Regions from separate parts of the Muntiacus reevesi genome. Here region 2 is linked to region 1. The links are chromatin contacts, called in public Hi-C maps. All regions are on one chromosome and are shown on one strand. The core of a region is the stretch at or near the end of the contact, and the rest is flanking DNA. Distances in the headings are between cores, read along the strand shown.

Region 1 (7,481 bases), core at 2,283-4,782:
AGCTAGTAGATGGTGGGGACAGGATTTGAATCCTACCCTCCTGACACCATGCTGTGTTTTGGGAGTTCTATGAGGAGTTAAAGGCCTCCCATCTTGGGATCTCGGCTGCCTCCTCTGTAAAATGAGAGGCTGGACCAGCATGGGGCAAAAAGTACCTGTATAGATGAAACCTGTGCACTTGTCCTGAGGGCCAACAAGAGCCCAACTGTGTACACTGTATCAAACTGTCTTGGAGAGGTTTGCTCCCCCCTCATCCATTTTTGTAAGAAGAGATGCAGTGATCCTTGCCATGCGTGCTGCATGCTAAATCGCTTCAGTTGTGTCCGACTTTTTGCAATCCCAGCGCCTGCCAGGCTTCTCTGTCCATGGGATTCTCCAGGCAAGAATACTGGAGTGGGTTGCCATGCCCTCCTCCAGGGGATCTTTCTGATCCAGGGACTGAACCCCAGTCTCTTGAGTCTCCTGCATTGGCAGGCAGGTTCTTTACCACTAGTGCCACCTGCGAAGATTGGACGATAGCCTGAGCATATTCTCCTTTCACCCAAAGTAAACAAGCAGAATCCCAATGGAAGACAGTCCACAGGGACCTGGAGTGGTGGTGGATCCCTGTAGGTCCTGAGGCATGGATGAGAATGGCTAATGGGACTAGGCTCTAGGACTTGAGATCCCTCTGATAGCAAAATAGAAAAGGAACTCAGCTGAAGCCTTAACTTAAAAAAAAATTCTCTACAAATAACACAGAACAGTCTGTTTCACTCAACACATAAAGGACTTTTATAGAGCAATGCGAAAAATCCCAATCCCACAATTGAAAAGGCCAAAACAATTCACAAGAATTAGAAATGACCAATATTCATTTGAAGAAACATCCAACCTTGGCAGTAATCAAAGAAATGAAAATTAAAGCAATAAACCATTTTAAAGTATTCTTGCAAAAAAAAAGTCTAATTGGAATTAATTAGACGATGCTTCTATATCTAATTCCCAGTTTATAGACAATACAGGGAAAAGAACATTTAAATGACATATAGAGGATGCAATCAGCTAAAATTTAAATGTGAAAAACTATAGGACTAGCAATGCAGTTTCTTCACCAAATAAATTTTAAGAAAAAAGAAAAGAACCTTATAAAGAAACCTAAAACTTACTAAAAGAAGTTTAATGGACATATCAACCAAAAACCAAATGTATCCACCTCATTTGAATCAAACAAACCAAATATAAAAACATGACACAATTATGGACATGAACACTGACTAGACATTTGATGATATTAAGGAATTATCCATTTTTAGGTAGTGATAATGGTATTTCAGTTATTAAAAGATTATTGATGCTTTAGTAACATATAAGGTAATACTTATAGATGAAAATATATAGTGCCTGGAGTTTCGTTTAATCTGAGAGAGGGGAGAGAAGGTGGATTAGATGAATTAAGATCTGTCAAGAATCCATGGAAGTTCCTTACACTATTCTGTGTATATATCCAAAAGATTTGATAATCAACAGTTAAAAAAAAAACAATGGTATAATTGTCTGAAGTCTGAAAGGTTATATACAAAAATGTTTGAACACAAAGTGAAATTACATTAATACATTTATACTTTCTTCTATTTTTCTTAATCTGAAGCAATGAAAATGATCAGGAAGAAAATGTTTAAAATGGCTTTGAGACAAAATGTATATACCGGTCATAGCTAAAGGGCCACAGAAGGTCAGCCGCTGTGGGCAGTGGCCAGCTCCTCCCTCTGGGGGAGCACAGACTCGGCTTTGTCCCCTCAGCTCCTGGAGGTGGAGACTCTGAGAAGAGGGGACGGGGTGGGCCGGGAAAGCAGGGGTGGGGAGGATCGCACTGTGGGCCAGGCTCAATGCTGGATGGTCTCAGCCACTCCTCACTCAGCTGTGAGGAAGAGCTTGTTGGTCCTCCTTTGCCAACCTCAGTGGAGAAACTGGCTCAGAGAGGTCAGTGGAGCTGTCTGAGGGGGCAAGGGAAGGAGTCAATGTGTGTTGACAGGTGTTTTGCGCCGGGCACTTCCCTTTCCTTCAGCTCTCTGGGTGGCTACCATTCTCCCCAACTTACCAGAAGAGGAAACAGCTTCAGAGAGATGACACGACTCACCCAAGGTCACTCAGCCGGGGGCTGGCCAGGAGCAGGACTGGCCTCAGCCCTTTCCCTGGGGCTCCTAGTTCCCTGTAAGGGGAGCTTCCATCCTGACACGGGGCACTTCTGCCTGCTCCAGGGGGATGGGGGAGCAGCCTGACATGGGGTAAGGGTGTTGAGGGGGGCAGGAGACCTGCATGCCTGGACAGACTGAGCCTTCTCCTCACCTGCACCACTGTGAGCATCAGCCGTCTCTGGTCGAGGCTGGCAAGAGAGCTTGGTTGGGTTAATGTCAACTGTAAAGAGCTATATAAAGTGCAGAGTCTTGAGGTGCTGGAAGGAACATCTATGCGTACAGTACAGTTAGTCCTTCTGCAGCCTTCTGGTCCAAGCCTCACCTGGGAGGGGACAGCTCTAAGGCTGCTGTCAGGGGAGGTGGAGGGGATAAGGCACTGCAAGGAACCCAGCCTGGAGCACCCAGAGGGCTTCTCCTTCCTGCAGCCTCCTCCCACACACCCAAGGCTGCTCAGGCCCTCTGCGAAGCTCTCCAAAAGGCTGACAACTGGCCTCCTCTCCTCTACTGCAGGGCCTCCTCAGACTATCAGGCAGGTAAAGCCAAGACCTCCAGGGGCCGCCTGCCTGGCCCCTACCAGCTGGGCCGGACCAGACGTGGGCCGGACCAGACGTGGGTCGTCTGCTTGTTGGGGCTCAGCATCCCAGGAAATTCCCCAGGAAAGGAGGCCTGGGTGCTTCGCAGGCCCCCCGCCACCCTGCAGACCTGACCATTCACCTCCTGATCCTGGCCCCCTCCTCTCTTTCCTCCCCACCTGGGGGATTGGGTTTCTCCATCCCCTCTCCTTTTTTTGTCTCTCAAATCTTCCTCTTTTCCTCAATATCCTCTCTCCCTCTCTCCCCTTTCTCTTGCCATTTTAGTTCCTCTGTTTCTTTCCCACTAAACTCCTTTTTCTCTGTCCTTATTCATAGTTCACACCCATCTGTTTACCTCCGAAATCTTTCTGTCCCAGCCTCTCCCTTTCTCTCTTTATTCTTTCCTTTTTCTATGTCCCTGTGCCTTTATCTCTCTGCCTTTTTCTGTTTCGTCCTTCCTTTTTCTCTCCCCATCTGTCTCTCTCCCCCCCTGCATCTCCCTCTTTCTCCATCTCTCCCTCTCTCTCTCTCCATCTGGCTCCGTTCCCACCTCCCTCCCTCTCTTCAGCTCGTTCCTCGCGGTCCGCGGTCTCCCTAGCCCTCGCCCCGCTCCCCGGCCCCACTCACCGGCGAAGACGCCCGGGGCGCGGAGCAGGGCGAGCCCGGCCAGCGCGCAGAGCAAGGGCCACATGCTGCCGGCCGGCGGAGCGCAGCGCCACTTCTGCCCGCGGCCGCCCTCCCCGCCCTCCCCGGGATCGCGCCGGCCCGCCTGGGAGGAAATGCTCGCAGTTCCAGCCAAGATTCCTGGGCGGCTCCGGGCTTTCTGGCTCCAGCGAGCCCGCCCCCTCCAGAGACCCCGCAAGCGAGCGGAGGGGCGATGTGCCAGGCTGGGCGCCTCCCCAGGAAGGGGCCGCGCTCTGAGCCCCCCGCGCCTCCCCCTGGGCCGGAGCACAGAACAGAGGATGATGGAACCGGGGGCCCAGTGATCCGTAATGAGCCCATTTCACAGACCGGCAGGCTGCAGTTTCCAGAAGTGCCACCCACGCCCCTGGCACAGGATCAGAATCCCTAACTTCACGGAGTAATCAGCTCTGATGATATCAGACAGTGTCGCTCTGAGAGGGAGGCTAGGAAATGGTCTGCATTCCACTGAAATTTTGTCCTTCTAAAGGAGTAACAGTATTGTTAAAAGATAACTTTCCAAAGGATTATAGTGGATTTGTTATTGACCCGGGTTCTTAAATAGAAATTGATGAGGACTTCCCTGGTGGTCTGGTGGTTAAGAATCTACCTTGCGATGAAGGGAACCTGAGTTTGATCCCTGTTCAGGGAACTAAGATCCCACACGCTGGGGAGCAACTAAGCCTAGATGCCACAGCTGCTGAGCCGTAGCGCCACAAGTAGAGAGTCCCTTTGCCGCAATGGAAGATCCCACATGATGGCAACCAACTAAACTTAAAAAAGAAATTGATACAAAGCCAGATCAGGCAAGGCTTTATTGGATCTCTTACCTAAGCACGCCAGATTACAGGTATGGGTGCCCTTGCTTGCTTCCTGGGGGAGGGGGTGAGCTGGTTCCTGAATGGCTCCAGGGTTGGGGTGGATCCTGCCTGGGCTGGAGGGGTATGTTTAGGTGGTCTGCCCACCCTCTTGGTGGTGCTGGGCGCACTGATGATGCATAGGACCCTGCTTTTGTTTCTGACCCCTCAGAAGTGGCAGTTGGGTTTTTGGTCTTTTTGTATCTTGTTGTTCCCAGTTTGTACAACCTCACAGTTATTTTTAGTCCACTATAGTTTCTTTGTATTTTCTTGCTGGAGAAAATAGTTTGTCCAGGAGCAGGGACTGCAGCAAAGGGTCCCAAGTCCCAGCCTGTCTCAGATTTAGGTGTACTAACATAGAATGATCTCTAAAATTTGATGAGATGAACATGAAAATAAAAGCATGAAAGTAAAAATCCCCAAATATAGGCTTCCCTGATGGCTCAGCTGGTAAAGAATCCGTGTGCAATGTGGGAGACCTGGATTCGATCCCTGGGTTGGGAAGATCTCCTGGAGAAGGGGACATCTACCCACTGCAGTATTCTGGCCTGGAGAATCCCATGGACGGTATAGTCCATGGGATTGCAAAGAGTTGTACAGGACTGAGAGACTTTCACTTTCCATATATTATTCAGTTCCATGTATACACATTTGTGTCTGAATTTATATTAGGAACCACATAGACAAGGAACTGGAAGAGTCTACCAAGCTGAGAGAACTGGACTGGAATCTAGCCAAGCTGGCCTCTTCCTGGATATGCCAGAGATTTTTACTAAGCCCAAAGGAGAGGCGAGCCACTGAGAGCAGGGCTCCAAGGCACACACAGTTACAGTGCAGTCTGTATGGGAATTGTGCTGCAGGTGGCGCCATTTACATAAAATACTTCTGCACTGGGGAGACCTGAAGTTGTAGTACTGGCAGCCCTGTACATTCTTGCACACTGAATATTTATCTTTTAATATTTTGACAGTTTGATGATGAAAAAAATTACCTTGTTATTTTTTATGTGTGAAGTTGACTTTTATTTGCCTATTCAAATTTTTTTTTTATTTTCCCTCTTTCCTTTGTGTATTCTGATTATTAATCTGATATATTAATATCAGCAAGGAGATCAAGCCAGTCAATCCTAAAGGAAATCAACCCTGAATATTCAATGGAAGGACTGATGCTGAAGCTGAAGCTCCAGTACTTTGGCCACCTGATGTGAAGGGCCAACTCATTGGGAAAAACCTTGATGCTGGGAAAGATTGAGGACAAGAGGAGAAGGGGGCGGCAGAAGATGGGATGGTTGGATGGCATCATTGACTCAGTGAAAACCATATATTTTCAGAGAAGATATATTTGATTAGATCAGAAAACTGCAGATCCCAGGTTGGAAAGCAGGTGGACCTGATTCTAAAATTCACGCTCTGAAGCATTATCAGGCCCCAGGTGAATAACTAGGTAGTGAGGAAATCTGGAGGGAGGTGGAGGTAGAAGAGGGCAAATTGGGTCTTTGGAGGCTCAGAGTGGCAAGTTCTTAAGTTAGGGAAGGATGACCCATAACTGCCTGCATAGTTAAAGTGCTGTAATGTGCAAAGTCATCTTTTCCTCTCATGCTTCCGCCCTGGCAGTTACCACCAAGATCCACAGTTGAACCCTCACTCGGAGGGTGACACTTGGAGAAGTCAGGGGGTGGCCTAAGGTCACACAGAAATGTGGAGACTTGCTCCCAGGATACCCATGCACCCATTGGCAATATTGCAGGATGTGTGTGGCCTCCCACGCTGGCCTGTTGTGGCGATAAAAGGGGGTAGGGGGCATCTGGCATGGCTTTCTCCCCCAGCCCACACCCAAAGGCAAGGGGCCAAGGCAAACGGTAAGTGGGAGCTGGCCATCTCTCTGGAGGTGGAGCGGAGGAGAGGGACTGCCAAGCTGGAAGGGGCTCAGTGGCTGGGAGGGTCAGAGTCCACAAAAGCCTCCTTGTCTTCTTGTCTCTGGGCAGACAAGACTGGTTCCAGAAAGGTCTCAGCCCCGCGGGGGCCAGGCCACCCCTCCTCCACACAGATGGAGCAGGGCTGCTAGCCCGTGGCCACACAAGTTACATGCAGAGAGAATGAACCAGTGGAGTGTGAGTATAGATGCCTCTGTAGGGGATAGAAGGTGCAGGGGACCTAACAAGGTGAGATTTAATAAGTCTTTTGTGTTTTATTTTTGTTTAAAACTCTATCCCCTTTCTGACAAACAGTCCCAAATCCTCCCAGTAGGGGAAGATGTAGGAAGGTAAGGAAATCTGCTGTGTACAGGCCTAACATTAACCAATATACCATCAATAATTGTAGTCCTAGATGCCGACATTCACTGATGCTGACATTCATTGATTCCGACTTTATGTCAAGTACCGTTCCAAGCACTGTGTTCTTGTTTCTCCGTTCATCCCGGCCGGTACTGTAAGCGTGGCGTTCTGTGGTTATCCCACAGGTTGGTAAGGGCAGCTTCCCACCCAGTGTTTTCTGAAGTGTGATGAATCCACATATAAAAGTGGAGGAATCCAGCTTAAAGGTATCCCACCTGCTTAGTTTAGAGATATCTTTTACGCAGATTCACATTGCTCAGCGTCAATTCAGTCCATTGTCAAAGCGATAGATATTTCCCAACAATGTGTTCAGTTATGACTCCAAGGTCCTGTGGGCTTGGCGGGTAGGGAGCCGTCTGGCATTTCCCCCAGCTCTGTGAGAACCTTGTTATCAGTGTTCTCTGGGGGCAATGATCTCATTTCGCTCTTCAAGACTGGAGCTGGGATAAAATATAAACTAAGGACATCTGTGTACTGATGTGGGTTCTCGGACACTTTAATCAGCAGAAAGTGAATAAAGAGGCCAGATGAGAAATGCAGGCAAAGCTTTACTCGGACTCGGACTTGTGCTGCAGCAGAAGGGAGTGAAGACAAGTAACAGGTGTCCTTGCTTGCTCCCTGAGGGAGGGGGAGCTGGTCCTTTAAATGGGGTGAGGGGAGGGGCGGATCGTAAGTTGAATTAGAAGAGTGGCTTAGGTGGTGTCCCCACCCCCTCAGTGCTGCTGCAGGTAGGGCTCACGCACAGTATCCTGCTTTTGTTTCTGACACCTCCTGAAAGGCCATTGGGTTTATAGTCTTTTTGTATCTTGTTTTTGATTTGCCCCAACTGCAAGATGCAGTTATTTTCATAGTTTTATTT
Region 2 (7,489 bases), core at 1,095-3,594, 670 kb after region 1:
GGATCCCTTACCGCCCTGTGACTGCAGAACTTGATGTCTGATCTCATGGAGTGTGCCCTGGAGCTCTTCATCTAGATACGCTGGAAAGCCTGTAGAGAGATCCGCAACAAGATGAGAGGATCAACAGGTCAACAACAACCCCACTTGCTGCCAAGCAGATTTGAGATCAACTGAGAGCCTGGAGTTCTGCCCTTCACTTGTCTAGAGCCACTGCCCAGGCCCCAGGTCATAAGGGTTCACAAGGCCAGAGTGTGTTTCCATATTCCCTACACACTTGTCCCTTAGTGCAGCCTTGCACCTGCTCGCCCCTTCCCTGCTCTTCTTCCCTTCCATGTCCTTTTATGGATCTGTCTGTCCATATCTGTGGAGTTTTCCAGTTCCTGGGCAGGGCCCCTTTCCCACCCTCCATTAAGAGCAAATGTGGTTCTTTCTGTACTCTGATGAACCCTGATTACTGCTATAAGGAATAGTAAGGAACCTAGAACTCCAGAGGTCCCCTGGGCAAGCAGGGTCCCCAATTTCATCATCCATCTGCTCCTTGGTCCACGTGCGCCCATACACCTCAGCCCTAGGAAGTGCCTCCCCTCCTCCCATCACTATTCTATTTCCCACACCTGATGTCTTGTATCTCCCTGTCAGCAGTTGTAATGCACAGAAAACTTTCAATTCCCACCAGATTCTGCACTTATGACCCACACCACAGGCACCTCTGGGATGGATGCCCTTTGGGGAACTTGCACAATTTTGTCTGACCCCCATCATTCCTCATGTAACTGAACACATGGGCATGGTGTCCAGTCACCTCTGCCCGTTGGCCCTATCCAGCTCACCTGGAGGACCTCTCTCACCAGGCTCTCCCTTTTCTCCACGCTCTCCAGTGAGGCCAGGGGCTCCAGTCATCCCATCACGCCCAGGGAGGCCTGGCATTCCTCCAGGGGGGCCCATGGGGCCTGCAGAGAGAGGGAGAGGAGGATGTATGGTATCTGTCACCCACAGTGAGTTGGGGCTGATGTGACTGGACCTCCATTTCAGCCAGGCTGACTTGCCTGTCCCTCCATGGGCACCGTGAGGATAGACCATCCAGGGCTGTTCCATTCTAAGGGTCCCAGGAAAGAGCCACCAACCAACTGACCCTTGGACCCAGCCCAGACCCTTGGACCCAGGTGGGCAGGTGGTCCCCTTGAAATCAGGTCACTGTCCCCCAGCTCCCACTCAGTACCTGGAGGCCCAGGGTCTCCTTTGATACCATCTCTCCCATCTCTTCCTGGCAGGCCATGGGATCCGGGAGTGCCAGGAGTGCCAGGACTTCCAAGACAAACTTCCTTCATGTCATACTCGAGGCCAGAAGCCACCATCCAGAGGAGGGTAAGGGTCAAAGAGCACAGCAGCATGGCACCTGCTCCAGCAGCTCCTCCTGCAGAAGAGAAGGGCCATGGCCCCTCTGAAGCATTAAGGAGGGTCTCCCCTTGCTCTGCTTTGTCAAGATTCAGCACATGCTGGGGCCTGAGGGCTGGGTTGGTACAGACAGGAACTCTGGAAAGACCCAAATTTTTCTTGAAAGCTGTCAGCATCATTTGGTACCTAACACGGTCTCATGCCCCATCCCCCTGGCTGGAGGTGGTATGGTACCTGGTTAGGTGAGGGGTTGTAAAGAGCTCTGGAGAGTCAGAGGACCTGGATTCTACTAGAGTCTCTGTTCCTCGCTGTGTGACCACAGGGAACTCACTTTACCTCTCTTGGCTTCCCCTAACACGTCTGCCCTGGAGGCGATCCTGGCCTGTACCTCCCAGGCTGCTGGGAGGAAGGAAGTGGTCACTCACTCACTCGTTCTGTCTGTCCCTCATACTCTCAGGTGCCCTCCTTTTGAGTTGAGGGATCACGATCCTGAGGATGAGGAGAAATGACCAGGGCCCACGGCTTGGCCATTCCCAGTCGGTCAATGATAGGGAGTCCCCTCCTCCCTGCTCTGGTGTCCCTTTCTCCTTGGCAGGCTGTTTCTCCTCCCTGCCCCCACCCTGCAGGCCCTGTTGAGTCCTTGGGGAGAAGGGACCTGGCCTAGGAGCACAGTGAAGAATGAGGATATCTGCAAGCCCATCATCCTGCAGCCATAGTTAGAACTCTGTGGAATAGCTCCTAGTAGTACAGGGGAGGACCCTCCTTCCCACCTGACCTGTAGTGAAGCATGTGCCTGCTGGGCTGGTTCACCCTGGGGAAGACCTAGAGGATGGGGCTAAACTCACCCGCAAGAACACAGCCCGTGCTCCCTGCCTCCAGAGCAGGGTGGCCAGGTGGATGGTGCCATTTATACTGATGTAGGCCACCAGACATCCTCTCCACCTTGTAGAGGCTCCTGTCACAAGGGCCTCTACACCAGAAGGGCCAGGCAGGAAGCTGCCATCTTGTTTACTCAGTAACATTTCCTCACAGGCACTCAGGCTGGAGAGGCACTTAGAAAACCTGCTAACGAGAAACTCCAGGTCGATAAGAAGGGAAATTTCCCATGGGCCAGAGGTCACCCACTCTCCCTCCATCCATCCAGTTTCCCACCCAGTGAAGGACAAGAGCACTTACAAGGAGGCCTGTGACAAAGGAAGTCTTCCTCCTCCTGGGTCTCAGCCCCCTGGTCCTGGATAGTGACATGTTCACACTCCTGGGATCACTACCCCCCAAAAGTCCACCAGTAGGAGAGAACATACCAGGGCTGGACTCTTTTCCCAGGGGAGCAGAGAGACAGATCAGTGGTGTAAAGGGCTGTCCACTGGGGCCATTCCGGTTCCAGAGCCTCTTTGGTTCTTAGAAGTATCCCTGTGGCTCTAAACCATGCAGAGGTCATGTCTCAAGCCAAGGGATCATCAGATTGAGCTGGAACAAACTGTCGGTCAAGGGGCATGGCTCACTACTGAGCCTCCCAACTCCTGCCTCTGGGGTCTGTGGCTGAGTTGATGGGTACACGGTTCACTGGTACAGGTGAACCCTTGGCAGGGTCCCCACTCCTTTGTCTTGGCAGGCTCAGTGGTAGGGAGGCAGGGCAGGAAACCATAGTTTCTGTCTTAACCATGGTGATGTCTAATGACCCGCAGTGGCAATATCTTTCAGTAGTAGAACGACTTGTGAGGACAATGGAAGAGATTCCCTTTTCAAGCCACTTAATTAGGAGGGAATCTCTAACGTAGGATGGTAACAATGGAGAACCAAGACCGTGCTTACCTGTGAGTGGTCTGAAAATCTTGAGATCCATAGGGAGAGTGGGAGCTTAGCTAATGGAACTCCTCTCCTGGGAGCAGGAGGCCTGTCAGAGCTGATCTGGAGCTCTTGGTGCTTCCAGCTGCCCTGCCGCCACCCGTCACATGCCTGTGACTCTGCCAGGCATGGGATGGGGAACCAGGGCCAGCACTGGGCTGGGGCAAGCGGGGAGTAGTTCCAGCTTAAGGACCTCAACTTGGCTTGGAGGGAGTGTGGTTCTCGGGGTAAAGAAACAAGAACAGGGAGGCTCTTCTTGGGCAGATTTTGAAGGGCCCTGGGGAAGGCAGCCTGGAGGTCAGGGCCATGTGGTTGGTGGGGGAGAGTGTGGACTTAGGAGTCAGAAATACTCAAGTTGTGATTTGGAACTGCCACTCATTATCCATGTGGTTTTGATCAGGTTATATAACTTCTTGAGCCTTTTTAAATTTTGAATCAAAATTAAATTTCCTATAAAGCCTATAGGAAAGATGCAGAGGCAGTACAAATTTTTTTCTGAAACTATGACATTCCATCACCCTAGTACCTTAATTTATATTTTATGTAAAGATATTTTTCTACATAGCCATCAAAATGAAGAAATTAGCACTGGTTCAGATATTACTTTCATTAAACAGTGACAGACTATCATGGGGTATTTTATTTAATCACTTAGGTCATCTGTTTAACAAGTTACTCATATATCTTAATGCCAATATATAAAAGTGTGTCATAAAAATTCTAATAAAATCATGAATTAATTATTTACCTGGACTTACCTCTTTCTTCATTTCTTGTTCCATCAATTCTCCCTTCTGCAGCTTCTCAGAGGATAATGCTTCAAGTTCACAGAACTGAGTGCTGCTTTCCGTGTCTTTGATCATGATTGTTCTCTTGTCTGGAGTGTTCTGACTGCATTTTCTGCCACAAAAAAGTAGATATCATACAATATTTGTCTCTGACTTAATTCACTTGGCTTCCCTGGTGACTCAGATGGTAAATAGTCTGCCTGCAGAGCAGGAGATCTGGGTTCAATCCCTGGGTCAGGAAGATCCCCTGGAGAAGGAAATGGCAACCCACTCCAGTATTCTTGCCAGGGAAATCCCATGGATAGAGGAGCCTGGCAGGCTACAGTCCTTGGGGTCACAAAGAGTTGGACACAACTGAGCGACTAATACTTAGCTCACTTAACATAATGTCCTCAAGGTCTATCCATGTTGTTGCAAATGGCAGAATTCCCTTTTTCTCATGGCTGAATAATATTTCATGGTATGTATACACCACATATTTATCCATTCATGTATCAATGGACATTTAGGTTATTTCATACTTGGCTATTGTGAGTAATGCTGCAATGAACACGAGAATACAGACATCTCTTGATAACTTGTTTTCATTTCCTTTGAATATATACTCAGATATATACTTTGAATATATACTGAGATGGCTGTAGTTCTATTTAAAAATTTTTGAGGAACCACCATACTGTTTCCCATAGTGACTAGACTCGTTTACCAGTTTACAATCCTACCAACAGTGCACAAAGGAACAAATGATCTTTTTACTGTAAGTATGCAATATTACTCATTGGTTATCTGAAGTTCAGATGTAGTTGGGCATCTTATATTTTATCTGGCAACCCTACCTGCAGGGACCTGGTCCTGCAGAGGTTGAACAGAGATCTCCTTTGGTTTTGATGTCACCTCATGGGTCTAATTTGGGACCCACGGTGGTCAAAGTGAATCATCTTGGGCTCTGACCTCTATGTGGCTGGTGAGCAGAAGAGTGTGTGGGTACTAATGAGGCTGCTATTTAAAACAAACTCCAGGACTTCCCCAGTGGACCAGTGGTTAAGACCCCATGCTTATAATGCAGGGAGTGTGGGTTTGATCCCTGGTCAGGGAACTAAGATCCCACATGCTGTACAGTGTGGCCAAAAAATAAAAAATAAAACAACCCCTAGTTCTCCTGAAGTGGCAGGGGATACCCAGGAGCCACGGGTGAGAATGCTCAGGGCTTGTTTCATGCCTTGCCTCCACCTGGACAAGAGTGACTCTCCCGAGGGAGTTCCTGTGGCTACATCGGGAGGGTGGGCAGGGAAGTAAGATACAGTAGGATAGAGAAAAGGAAAGGACTGAGTGTGGCCAGAGTGCCTGACCAATCTCCCAGAGGACGAGTGTCCATCAAAGCAGAGATGTTGACCATGTACAGAGGTTTCTCACAGAGTCGAAGTGTCCCTTTTTCTGGGGCAGTGGACTTCAGACACCTTGCAAGGCAAACATGCTCAGCCCAGAGAGGAGACAGCAGTCAGAGCTCAGGTTCTGATGCTTATTTACATGTGACTGCCTGCTGGAGGCAAGCTGAACACAGCCTACAGGGTAGGACAGGTGGATGGAGGGACTAGCAGCAAGCAGGCTGGGGTTCACCTCCCCAGGAAGGACACAGGATGGGCTGCCCCTGGATCCCAGCCTCAGGGAGTTAGAGAGACTGTCTCCCACCTATTCTGTGACAGGGAGAGGACTTTCAACAGCCTGCAAGCTTCTTCACAGACAGCGCTTTAATTTATCCCAGGATCAAGGAGGCCCTCGTCATCAGAATCAAACATGCACATTAGCCTGTGCTCTAAACGGTTACAGTGGTTCCGGGAGGAATCCCAAACTCAGGACAACATGGAGTTCTCTTTTCCCCCTGATTCGCGGAACCACCAGCTTCTGATCTGGCTGATTCCAGCCTCATGTCTGTATTGGAGTCGAAGGGACTTTTCCCATCATGTATCTCCCCATGCCTCCCCCCACATTCATTATGTTCATTTATCACATTCATCCAGGCCCCCACTGTCCCTCAGAGAACCTTGGAGCCCACATCCTGATACACAAGTGACCCTCCTGTGTCAGCCTTGGCCTCCACATGGGAGCCTGGCCCCAGAACACCATGGAGTCAGCAGTATGAGTCTGCACAGAGCTCTCCAAAGAGGCTTGTTCTCTTGGGTCCTTCCACATGGTCTACTCTCCCATGTGCAGTGCCCTTCTGTGAGCCCTCCTGTATTTAATTAACCTCAGATTACAGCAAGAATATCTCAGTACATTTCATCCCAGACTTTAGAAAACATTTCAGAAGAGCCCAAAGCCTCTGGGCACAAAGGTCCTGCAATGCTTGTCCTAGTGACCTGGGATGTGGTCACTAGGATGTCTCCTTAGGCCAAGATGTGGGCCTAAGATTGGCTATGGTCTGGGCTTCATTTTCTAGAAGACTTGAATGTTCAAGAGGGGACGTTCTCTGGGGCTTTCAGCTTAAATTAGCTCAAGAATGGGGCTGAGAAGGAGGTCTCAGCATCTCCTACCCTGCTTTCTCACAGCATCCAGGCAGACAGTCAGACCACAGGTTACCCCACCGCACTGAGCTGAAGAGATGATGAGACAACCATTCAGATAGTGGTCCTGGCAGGGGGACTGATGTGGGGAAAATCTGATCCTCGGTGGAGTGTCCCACATCTGTAGGGAGCAGGGACCAGCCCCTCACATACTAGCCCAGTGTCTAGCCCAGACTAACCCTCTGAGGGGCAAACAGGGCTTCCCTGGCCTCTACATCACTCCTAAATCTACAATCTTCTGAAACTACCCTCTACTTTGTTGCTGCTGCCTCCGATCCCTCCATCCCACATACCGGAGGGTCTGCAGGGTTGTTATTCACTGCCCCAGGAGAAGCTGACCAGGAACAAGTAAAGACTCCAGATTCCAATCACTATGTATCTGAAACAGCTTCAACCAAACACATTTTCATTTACCAGGAGATGGTGTTAATATGAAAATTATGACAAGCATACATGTAAAAAACTGAATTTGTGCTTCATATATGACCTGAGCCAGAGGAACTCAACCTGCTGCAAATTGAGCATAGCCCCATCCTCTGACAGAGCTGGGACTCCCTTAAGCTACATGAAAGTGAAAGTATTTCTCTTAGTCGCTCAGTCATGTTGGACTCTTTTGCGACCCCATGGACTGTAGCCCATCTGTCTCCTCTGTCCATGGGATTCTCCAGGCAAGAATACTGGAATGGGTAGAGTGGATAGCTACATGGCTATATCCCAACTCAAGACCAGAGGGCACACGCTGGCCATGGCCCCCACACTGCCCAAGGCCAGGAGCCAGGTCTGCAGAGACATTCAGAGAGGCAGGGCCTTCAGGAATTCAACTACGGTAGGCCCCTGAAGGGCCACCGGCCATGTCTGCTTCCATAAAAGAGCCTTGTCTCAGCAGCCCAGCGGTCCTGT

What was found. Hi-C and Micro-C count contacts between places; a contact is called where the count stands out from the background.
Region 2: a contact with region 1 is called in a Hi-C map of blood, with 9 times the contacts expected there. The contact joins the promoter of LOC136158136 here to the promoter of PLAC9 in region 1. A contact is called at or near these places in 2 of 3 Hi-C or Micro-C datasets (blood and muscle).

Annotation. Positions count from the first base shown.
Region 1 is chr2:114,143,325-114,150,805 of mMunRee1.1, forward strand. It overlaps PLAC9 (placenta associated 9), which reads right to left and starts at 3,533. Exons shown (of 4, transcript XM_065922718.1): 1 at 3,377-3,533. The coding sequence starts at 3,440.
Region 2 is chr2:114,813,686-114,821,174 of mMunRee1.1, forward strand. LOC136158136 (pulmonary surfactant-associated protein A) reads right to left here and starts at 2,345. Exons shown (of 5, transcript XM_065919900.1): 1 at 2,241-2,345; 2 at 1,220-1,414; 3 at 831-950; 4 at 12-89. The coding sequence starts at 2,328.